Regions from separate parts of the Mus musculus genome. Here regions 1 and 3 are each linked to region 2. The links are chromatin contacts, called in public HiChIP or PLAC-seq and Micro-C maps. All regions are on one chromosome and are shown on one strand. The core of a region is the stretch at or near the end of the contact, and the rest is flanking DNA. Distances in the headings are between cores, read along the strand shown.

Evidence for each region. Hi-C and Micro-C count contacts between places; a contact is called where the count stands out from the background. HiChIP or PLAC-seq counts read pairs in DNA pulled down with a chosen protein or histone mark.
Region 1: an H3K27ac HiChIP or PLAC-seq map of embryonic stem cells shows a contact between it and region 2, with 4 times the contacts expected there. The contact joins the promoter of Dpp6 here to the enhancer-like site in region 2. A contact is called at or near these places in 1 of 484 Hi-C or Micro-C datasets (cerebral cortex), 8 of 115 datasets of contacts at active chromatin or transcription factors (astrocytes, craniofacial prominence, embryonic midbrain and 2 more) and 1 of 9 other capture datasets (embryonic stem cells).
Region 3: a contact with region 2 is called in a Micro-C map of embryonic stem cells, with 4 times the contacts expected there. The contact joins two enhancer-like sites. A contact is called at or near these places in 1 of 484 Hi-C or Micro-C datasets (embryonic stem cells) and 1 of 115 datasets of contacts at active chromatin or transcription factors (embryonic stem cells).

The regions. Positions count from the first base shown.
Region 1 is chr5:27,047,299-27,050,926 of GRCm38.p6, forward strand. It overlaps Dpp6 (dipeptidylpeptidase 6), which reads left to right and starts at 1,901. Exons shown (of 26, transcript NM_207282.3): 1 at 1,901-2,515. The coding sequence starts at 2,291.
Region 2 is chr5:27,419,766-27,423,374 of GRCm38.p6, forward strand. All of the region lies in intron 3 of Dpp6 (dipeptidylpeptidase 6), which reads left to right. Among named protein-coding and RNA genes, the nearest start is that of Gm52769, 79 kb to the right of the region's middle. Within about 2 kb of position 1,701, at least 12 of the 459 cell types and tissues checked have an H3K27ac peak or open chromatin away from gene starts, as enhancers often do. A contact at or near this core is called in embryonic stem cells, where this site is marked.
Region 3 is chr5:27,817,573-27,820,928 of GRCm38.p6, forward strand. No RefSeq gene overlaps it. Among named protein-coding and RNA genes, the nearest start is that of Htr5a, 23 kb to the right of the region's middle. Within about 2 kb of position 1,554, at least 13 of the 459 cell types and tissues checked have an H3K27ac peak or open chromatin away from gene starts, as enhancers often do. A contact at or near this core is called in embryonic stem cells, where this site is marked.

The DNA.
Region 1 (3,628 bases), core at 651-3,150, 370 kb before region 2:
GTAAACCTGTACATGTGTCCTTCTTATATAATAAGGAAGACCAAGGGACATCCATAATAGTAATGTTAGAATCCTTGACTGCATTGGACATGAACCCTTGTAAGGCAGGACTTGCCCTTCCAAGGTGCTAGCAGAGCAACCTTCCATGTAAAGAGCTGGGAGCCAGGACTTCCTAGATGGCACTTTTAGTTTAATGTCCTTATTCAGTGGTTATTGTGAATGTGGCGTGGTGGGAGTAGCGGCTGGGATGCAGCCCCAATCTCTTCCTATTTCTTTTTAAAGGGAAATGTCTCTCATGTGCTTTAGTAGCTGTTTATTCGTGATGGGCTCAACAGCTGCAGAGAACAGGATGGGCCAACAAAATTCTATGGAAAATGAACATCCACATTGAGAGCTTGGGAGAGAAAGGCTGGAAGGAATGAGAGGCAGTTACAGCAGAAAGCTAAGCTTAAACAGGGCAGCACAACTTCCTCCACCGAGGGTTCTGTAAGGCTCTCTCCAGGCTTGAGCCAGGGAGGGTCTGAGGTCCTAGGCCTTCTGAGTCACTAACTCCCCTATGATTTAAAAATTCTCAGTACTGACAGGGAAGCTAGGAAGGCTCATAGAACACCACGGGGTAGTGGGCAACATCAAATGGGCTCACTGTGTTTGTAGGTGTGGGCGGGAGGGGCTGTGTGTGTGGGGGGGGGGCTGTGTGTGTGTGTGTGTGTGTGTGTGTGTGTGTGTGTGTGTGTGTGTGGTGGGGGCAGCTATGACTGTGGGCAGGTGCTAGAATTCCTGTGAGTCTCTCCAAAGTCCCAACCCATGGTGATGCTGGTGTAAGGAATGAGCTAGCTTATCGCAGCTCAGCCTCTAAGGCCTGGATCAGGGGACAAAGAAGGAGGTGGAGCAGCCAAAAGCCAGTAGTGCCCAGAGGCTCAAGAAAAACAAGGGTTCCAGAAGCCTACAGGGAGGAATCCAGGATGCAAGTAGAGGGAGATGCCAGACATGGCCTAGACTAACAGTCAGACACAATTTGCGCATCTCTCCACACGAGGGCACTTGAGCACGCTCGAATGCACCAAATGAGTTTGTTATTGGAAGCCCTATGTGCTGCACAGCGTTCAGTGTCAAAGAGCCCCTCTCACTGCATCTCAATGTCAAAATGGGGTGGAACAAGGTTTGGAAAGGTTGCTGACTTCCAAGCGCTTTAGCGTTTCCCCTGTATTTACACAAAGACAGGCAGGCTGGAGCCAGACATACTCTGGGAAGGCCTTGTTCATGAGGCTTGAAATAAGCCTAACCAGGAGTTCTGTTGCCTGTTCTAGACTTGCCCTTCCCTTCTTCAGATGATCAAAAGAAAATATATCTTTTTTTTTTAATAAAAAAAATCTTAGGTGATGAAGGAAGGTGGGTCCGGGAACAAATGTTTCCCTGAGCCTACACTTTACAGGCCTTCCTTCTTTTCAGTGGCTCCTCCTATGCCCTTCAACTGCATTTCTACCCAGGCTCTCCAGGGTCTTTGTCAAAGTTAAGCAAAGCCCCAAATCCAGAAGAACATTACTAGGCGGGAGTGCCTGTCAGGCACTGGAAAACAGCTGTGCCCTGCAACCCAAACTAGATGCTATGGGAGCCACGATCCGGAAGCCCCGGGGCCCCAAGGCAGTTAAGGTTTCTTTGCTCAGCTCTGGCCTCTTGTAATGCTGTTCTCTCTCGCTGGGACACACGGCCTCCAGTCCATCTATGAGTGCCCCAGCCCTGAACCCCCATCCACAACCCAACTGACATGAGAAGGAGTCTTCCTGGGACTGGAGCTTCCCTGGTGCCACCGCTACAGCGGGAGCTGGCTACCCTACTGAGAAGGAAAAGGAGGAGCTGTAAGGGGCCGGGCGGGGATGAGAAGAGGAGCTGGTATCTAGTTGGTGCCAAATAATGGGGTCTAGACATGTCCCCTCCCTTAGTGTGCTTCTGGTATCTTGCTTTCCTCTTTAGTGAGGCCGAACATGGCCATGGCGAGGACTTAAAAAAAAAAAAAAAAAAGCAGAAAGAGAAAGCGATCACTCCGACCCTTGGCTTCTGCGCTGCCGGGGAGGGGGCGGAGAAGCTGAGCCAGGCAGAGTCGCTCAACACCCAGGCGATTCGACTCGCGTGTGGCGCGGAGCGGCCGGGCTCGCCTTTCTTCTTTCCCCACCGCCTCCTTTTCCCCCTTCTCGCTTTTCTGCTGGAGGGGGTGGGGAGTGGAAAGAGAGACAGAGAGAAAGGAAATTTTTTTACGAAGCATCCTAACCAGTGAGCCAGCGCACGGCGGCCCATGGCTTCGCTGTACCAAAGGTTCACCGGCAAGATCAACACCTCGCGCTCCTTTCCGGCGCCCCCGGAGGCCAGTCGCCTTCTGGGTGGCCAGGGGCCCGAGGAGGACGCGGGCCCGAAGCCCCTTGGGCCGCAGGCGCAGGCGGTGGCGCCCAGGGAGCGCGGCGGTGCTGGTGGCCGGCCCCGGTTCCAGTACCAGGCGCGGAGCGACTGTGACGAGGAGGACGTAAGAGCATCGTGGTGGGTGGGTGGCGGTGGTGGTGGGAGCATCGGCGGGATGCACGGGCCTGACTACTCCTCAGGGTCTCTGGGTCCCCTGTGCCAATCTTTGCGTTCCTTCCTGATGTGCCAGATCGTGCTCAGACACTCTCCTTGGCTCCTGATCTCAGTCATCATAGTCCAGAGCAGATCTTTGCGGTGGTGGCCAGGAGTTGGTAGCAGGAAGGTTTTTGGAGCTGCGCCTGCTGGGATGTGGACTATGCTTGGAATTCACTAGATGTCTGTTTGTAACGGCAGCCTGCTGTGGTTCTCAGGGAATTAGATGTGTGTATGCGTGGAGTTGTGTTTTTAGTTTAATTTTCTGCTTTATGGCTCGGGGAACAGCTAGTTCAGGCTGCTTTTCTCTTCCTACCACTTGTCACAGCAACTATCCAACCGAGATGACCCTCCTCTCCTCTCCACTCTGCCCCCCTTTCACTGTCCCCAGACACCTTCTCTCTACACCCAAGGATTAGACCTATGGTGCTCTTATAAAAAAGAAGTCCTGGCTTTAGAGCCCTGGCCTCTGACCCAGACCCAATAAAGCTCTCACTACGCATACTAATTGGGGCTGCATGCCTGTGATCCAGCAACTCAACTTGGACCATGCTCCTTCCTAAAGAAGTTCTCAGAGGGGTCTCTTACTATTGAGGCTGGAAGTCTGAGCTTCAAAGACTGAATTTGCATATTCACCTAGCAATCAAGGATTCTTTCAGGGTAAGAGTGGCCACAGAAATGGGTCAAAGGTCTTGTACTGAGCCCTCCCAGCAGTTGGTACCACTAGGACTTTCAGGGAGTGATTTTCCTGAGACTTGTTCCCAGGGACAGAAGACAACTCCCAGGTGAGTCCTCAGGCAGGCCCTTAAAGACAGCAGTGCAGTATCTGTGGGGTTACTGGGGTCCTTTTTCAGTGTGATTCTGCAGCTCCTGGGTCTTTGCCCAAGCCTTTTAGTCTCCTTCACTCTTGCAAAGCAGGGCAACCCATAACCCTGGAGGAAACAGGAAGTGTGCCCGTGAAACATCTAGGGTCTCAAGTAGCAACACTTCAGTGTTTAGTAATTTTTGGTGCAAAAGATCTGCA
Region 2 (3,609 bases), core at 451-2,950:
ACACCTGGTTCTGTAGGGAGCAACATCCTCCTGATGTATACACTTGTACTTTATTTGACTAATATATCACATTGATGATGTCACTATGGTCACATAGCTAAATTCCTCTATTTAACCTATATAACCATGGCTCCCTGAAAACCTGCAAGATGGATCTGCACCGTCATAGACTGGCTGACCCTAGGCCACTAACCTATTTAAAAGTAATTTCTCTTGAGTTCTCTTCTATGCAGAATGCTGAAGGAAACAAAACAAAACAAAACAAAACAAGAAAGCTGCCACTAGCAAAAAACCAAACAAACAAACAAACAAAAACCCCAAAGATTCTTCCAGGCATAGCACAGGTGGAGCACGTCTTCAATCGCAGCACTGAGGAGGCTGAGGCAGGCAGATCTCTGTGTGTTTGAGGCCAGCCTGGTCTACAGAGTAAGTTTTAGAGGCAGGCTGGGGCTCAAAGAGACTTAGACTTCGAGAGAAATTAATGGAGACCAAGACGACGTTCCTGTTCAAGGACCACGAGTTTACTAAGAGAGTGTGCTTATGAAGGGGGAAGGCCCATGATCCCTGTCACTCCCAACACCCTGTAGAAGTCTCTTGGTTTGATCTGGAGGTAACTATGGAAAGGCACCATTAGAACTGTTCCATCTGGTCAGTTAAAACAGTAAATGGAAATTCCAACTCTCATCCCATACCAACAGGGAAGGGCAGAGCCTCCTTAAAATGCGCTCTGTGAGATTAGAAATTAAAGGTCCCAAGTTTTGAGTTTGAGACCACACCAAGTTCACTACAGACTCCAGAAGATGCAGAAATTGCTTTCCAAATGAACACATGTATCAGCTGACCTCCTGAGGCTTCTTCCCTTATAGCCTCTCAGTGTGAGCACAAGAGGCCATGCCACATCTTCATTATCAAAAGGACTTTAAGCTGAGTGATTGAAGGTTAGAGCACTAATGGAATGATGGAGACTTTTTTAAATGGACCTTTGTACACTGGAAAATACTTAGAAAGCATACTCCAATAAAGAGACTCAAGAACACTCAATGTACTTAAACCTTAAAGCACAGTGATACTTACAAGAAGGGAGAGTGCTTGCAGACTTTATGCCGGTGGTTTCAAAGGAGTTTATGGGCATAGATAAATGGGAGTCTTCAGGCATTCTGAACCAAGGATGCAATGTGAGCACAGGTCAATCCTATGAGGGCACATCAGGCAGAAGCAGGTCTGGAAGGGTGCAGTGTTGTATGCCGGCCCGCAGCCTACATGAACCGGGTACACCTGGGAGGCAGGCTGGGGCTGAAAGAGACTTAGACTTCGAGAGAAATTAATGGAGACCAAGACAACGTTCCTGTTCAAGGACCACGAGTTTACTAAGAGAGTGTGCTTATAAAGGGGGAAGGCCCATATCCCCCCTCCCCCCTCCCGCCAGTCCATTCTTGGTGTCTGGAGCCAGCCTGCAGGATAGGATGTTCCTCAGGAATATCTCAGGGGCCTCTCAGCAGGTAGCAGAGTCTTGGAGGAGAGCAGTGGCAGTTGACAGAACAATAGAGCCATCTAGGTCTGGAGGCTCCACCCTAGGTAATCTCCTTCTTAGTGGCAGCAAGGTCAAAGTCTGGATCAGCCTGCTTCAAGGCTGAGGGAGGCTACAGTGCAGTGTAATACCACTAATTATTCACCCAGTGAGAGAAATCTGAGAGGCCCCTGGCCTAGGGTGGGCCAGTCCACAAGTGCACAGCTCCCATCTCGTAGCCACCCAGTACTCTCAGTGGGGAACCAAGGTCATTGTTAGATTGTTTATCATGATATTACATTAGAATACACCTCTGGAACTTTCTCTTCCTGAATATAACTATTTCTTTTGGAGTAGCTTAGAATCAATTTAATATTTTCTGTGAGCATTGATGTGTTGAGGAAATAGCCGTACTGTCTTGGTTTTTTTTTTTTTTTGGTTTGTTTGTTTGGTTGTTTATTTTGTCAACTTGACAATAGCTACAGTCATTTTGAAGAATGAAGCTCAACTGAGAAAATGTTCCTGGCAGATTGGCCTGTGGGTAAGCCTGAGGTAAATTGTCTTGGTTGATGATTGACAGGTGAAGGCTCAGCCCATTGTAGATAGTGACAAATTAGGGTAGGGGTCCTGGGGTGCATTTGGAAGCAGTCTGAGTAAGCCATGGGGAACAAATCAGCAAACAACATTCCTCTACAACCTCTTCTTCAACTCCTGCCTCCTGTCCTGCTTGAGGTCCTGCTCTGACTTCCCTCAGTGATGAGCTATAATCTGTGAAGTAAAATAAACCCTTTCCTTCCCGCATTGCTTTTGGTCATGGTATTTTAATCACACACAAGAGACCGCAACCAAGACAGAAGATGGGCTTCCTCCCTGTGCCCTGTGTCCTGATCTCTAAAAGACTCTGATATCTGTGAGCTCAGCTTTGTGGAAGACGTCTAGGGGATTTTTCTTGGTGATTTTTGCTGTGCTCTCAAGTGTTCTGTTCAGAACTCACACTAGCTTTACAGAGTGAGTGATCATAAGGAAAATGAGAGAGGCAGTAGAGGCCCCAGGGAAATACATTATTATATTAATTGACAATGCTATGTTTATCTACAAAATTAGTATTTGTTGTTGGGGGTGGAAAGATGGCTCAGTGATTAAGAACACTTGCTACCCCTGTAGAAGACCTGGATTTGGGTGCCAGCACATAGTTGACAGCTCATAACCTGTAATTCCCTAGGATTGCCTAAGGGGTCTGATGTCTTATTATGACCTTCGAGGCCAGCAGGCATATACTTACATGTAGTCAAAACACTCACATACATAAGAAGTCTATAAAAATGTCTAGTATTGATTTATAAACTAACTGAATAGTGAGCTACACAAACATTCCATTTTTCTAACTTCTTATAGACTCTCATTGTTTTGTTGTTTCAGGAGATTTTATATTTCCAATGAAAATGGTTCAAACATTAGTCCGCAGTGTCATTTTTACTGTGCTATGGATGACCCTAATGTAACTATCATGGTAAACTATGGAGTAGACAGTCTCTGGCTGTGGCTACATGGTCACCCACCCTAAGCAGCTCCTTGGTGCTCCTGTGAGGAGACAAGGAAAGATAAAGCTGACCATTCCCAGGTCTCGGAGCCTTCCAGCTCCACCTAAATTCATGGAAGTCACAGAGTTTCTGTGTGGGCTTCTGATTTGGGTATAGTTTTAAACATCCTTGTTAACGTTGATTGCTACATTAAGGCTGGGTCCTTCCCTCCTAGATACACCCAGAGGTGTGTCTCCATGGTGATGACACTCAGTGAAGTCAACAATGAAAATTTATCATCCATTTTCTTGGTAGTATCACTGGCAATTCTAAGATTTCTCTTCACGTTTGGTAGCCGTGACATAACACACAATTAAATCTTTGAGTGTTTGTTAGTGGAGAAAATAGAATTGCAGGAGACAATATGTGGCTTGGCACTCATTTACATTGCCATAAGACACTTTGGTTTAAGGGAGAGACATCGTTGATGGAGAGGTTAGTGAGCTGAGTGATACACCATGAGGAGATTCCTCAGTCACCCCTCACATGATCTAAGCCCCACCTCCTGTTATATTTGCCATC
Region 3 (3,356 bases), core at 304-2,803, 400 kb after region 2:
GAAGAGGAAATAAGCATCAAGGAGGCTGGACAGATGGAGGGGGTGGAAGTGGATGTGGTTACCAGGACGGTGGTTACCGAGATGTGGGCTTCCAGCCTGGTGGTTATCAAGGTAGCTATGGTGGTTTCCAAACATCTTCATATACAGGAAATGGATACCAGGGAGGTGGATCCAGCAGGACAATAGATTCCAAGACGGTGAGCACCATGGTGAATGAGGCAGTGGTTGTGGGGGAAGAGGTGGTCGAGGGGATCAGGGAGGATGCAGAAGCCAGGGAGGAGGCTGGGGAGGAAGCGGGAGCCAGACTTATCATAAAGGGGCCAGTTTGAACAGCACTTCCAACATGGAGGCTATCAGTATAGTCATTCTGGATTTGGACAAGGAAGACATTATACTAGTTGAGGCTACAGAAACTCATATTTTGCTAGAGCTCAAGTAATAGAAACTTAGTTTCAGAATCCTGAATCCAACATCTATTTGGAATGAATGTAAGACCACAGGTAGTAGGCATACTCCTGCTTAGGATAACCATTTGCTGGTTTTCATTCAATTCTTTCTCTCTTTATTACTAAACAGTTTTACATAACACTGTTTATTTAAGAAACATATCTCTTCTTTCTATGAAACAAATTTTAAACACAATTTAAGTTGCCTTTAGTTGACCAGTAGACTATTCCAGTTGGAACATACATGGTTTTTGAAGAAATTACTTGAATAAAATAGTTTTCACATTTTCAATATGCAAATTTTGAAAATGAGGATTTGCCTAGACTTTTTTAATATTTACTGCTGGGAAACTTTCCTCATATTAACAACCCATGTGTGTTTTTTGTAGACTATCTTCTGCTGTCTACTTTCCGAGCATAGCTCTGCCCTGATGGGCATTCAGAGAGATTTTGTCACCTTTCTTTTTGGTAGACCTGTTGGGTTGGTTCCTATTACATGAACTCTTTTGCAGATAGCACATTCAGTAGCCTTATCCTGTTGGTGGAATACTGTACCATATGCTCCTCCAAAATCCATGAACATGGCTAAAATCCATAAAAACAACAAAAGCAAACTAAGTTGTAAACTTAGTTTGTTAGTTAAGTGTAGGCACTTATCCATCCGAGACAAAAGTTCCTCCTTCACCCTTGTTTTTACTTGAAATTCGCTAGAAGAAATGGCGAGCAGATATCTGTTTCACGCACTAGTTAATGCTACAGGCTCAGCAGATACAAGTTAGCTTGCTTTAGGCAAGAGACCTTTCTTGTGATGGACATGCACTACGAAGTGAGATGGAGTCCTGCTCAGTGCAGGAGGCCCTTCATTATTGCTGCAGAAGACAAAAGCCTGGCTGAGTCACTCTCCACGTCTATATATATACATGTAAACACTGTCAATCTGTGGAAGAAAGTGGCTGGAAGTGTGTTTTGTCTGAGAGGTGAGCAATAAAACACCTGTACATTCTCAAAAAAAAAAAAAAAAAAAAGAGCTGTCTGTATTCTGCACCCAGGCATTAAAGGTATGTGGTAAGAGTGAGCCAACCACAACTAGAAACAGGTTTTTCAAGTAAACAACACCTTCTGCAACAGTGCTGTGTGGGGGTGACAGAGCTCTGTATGTCTATGGTCTGCATGTACCATGGGGCTGAGGACAAATCTGTTGGCATCTTTTCCCATAGTTTCCTTGGGCATGGTGGAACTCAAGTCTTTGTCTTCCTCCTCCAGTATTTAGCGGCCTAGAGTTGATTTAATTGGATTGGAACTGATTTCTGTGTAATTTGGTCATTAAACAGCTTTGCCCAGCAAGCCAGGCATCAAGGTAGGATAAACAAAGGACTGCTCTCTCCCTGATTGTAAAGGAATTTTAATCCAGCAACAAGGCTGCTCTGAAGGTCACATCCAAGGACCTTCTAGGTCTGAGTGATCCAATTGTCATGCAGACACACCCTTAGTACATACTTTGAATCCCTCTGGTTAGAATCCTTTAGCACACACTTTTTTTTTTCCATTTTTTATTAGGTATTTAGCTCATTTACATTTCCAATGCTATACCAAAAGTCCCCCATACCCACCCACCCCCACTCCCCTACCCACCCACTCCCCCTTTTTGGCCTTGGCGTTCCCCTGTACTGGGGCATATAAAGTTTGCGTGTCCAATGGGCCTCTCTTTCCAGTGATGGCCGACTATAGCACACACTTTTAATCCCAAACAATGACATCAAATTGAGAGGCAAAGAGGCCAATCAGAACTTTCTGATTTTTTTGACTGAATGTGTCAGAGATAGGACATACCCAACTCTCAGGAGAAACACTATTTAAGAGCAACACAAGGAGAGAGAGAGATCTGTTCAGTCTAGTTGAGTGGAGTTGTTCGTTTGGTGAGGGCATTGGTGGCAACTGAGCTCCTTTGTGTGATTCTGCAAACAGTTCACGCCAGAAAATAAGAAGGAGCCAGAAGATTAGAACATGTTGCCATGTTCTAATTTGAGGCCAAGGGAAGCAATCCCTTGAGAATTCTAGAGAGGCCAAATTGAGTCAGTCTTCCTGAGAGGACTTAGGTTGTACCAGCTGAGTTGACCCAGCCAGCCAGAGTTCAGAGAGAAGCAGAACTTATTCAAATGCAAGCCTCAGAGACAACAATTACATCTGGCAAATAAAAAATACATCTAGTATATCTGGCTTATATCTGGTGCCCCAAGTGTCTCGAAGAAAACCCCAGTGTGAATGGCTACAAATACCACCAACATTGCAAGAAGCAGAGGACAGGAGTCCTCTGACAGAAAGCCCCATATAAAATTCACCAGGGGTTGTCTGGAGAGAAACATTGTTTACTCAGGTTCTGCTGGGTGCCGGGAGACTCAGGAGACCTACCTCCCAGAACAAGGAACAAAGCAGGTGAATTACAGTAAAACAGCACAAAGGACAATTTTAACTGTATTGCAAGACTTTGCCTGCATTACACATGGAACACTCCATTTCAGATCCCTTAAAACAAAAGAGTTGACAGGATACAAATGATACTTGAGAAAGCCATCCTGGCACTTACTGCAACTGTGATCGACAGAGTAAACCCCTACCTACTTTCAATTGTGACCTTTATATATTTCCTTGAAAAAGAGGTTGGAAAGATAAGTATACAACAAGAAAAAAGTCTCAAAAGAGATTGAAAAACTAGTCATGCAATAACAAAAATAGCTGTACAACAAGAAAAAATAACTATGATAGTGCAAAGGCTTGAGAGACAAAAGACAGAGGAACAAAGAGAACAGGAAGTGCCTAATTGCGCACCTATGGGACCTAATAAAACTGAGAATCACGACAGACAGCTACCAAACCTACTGCACCGGCCCTTAAGGAAACTGAGGAAAGGAA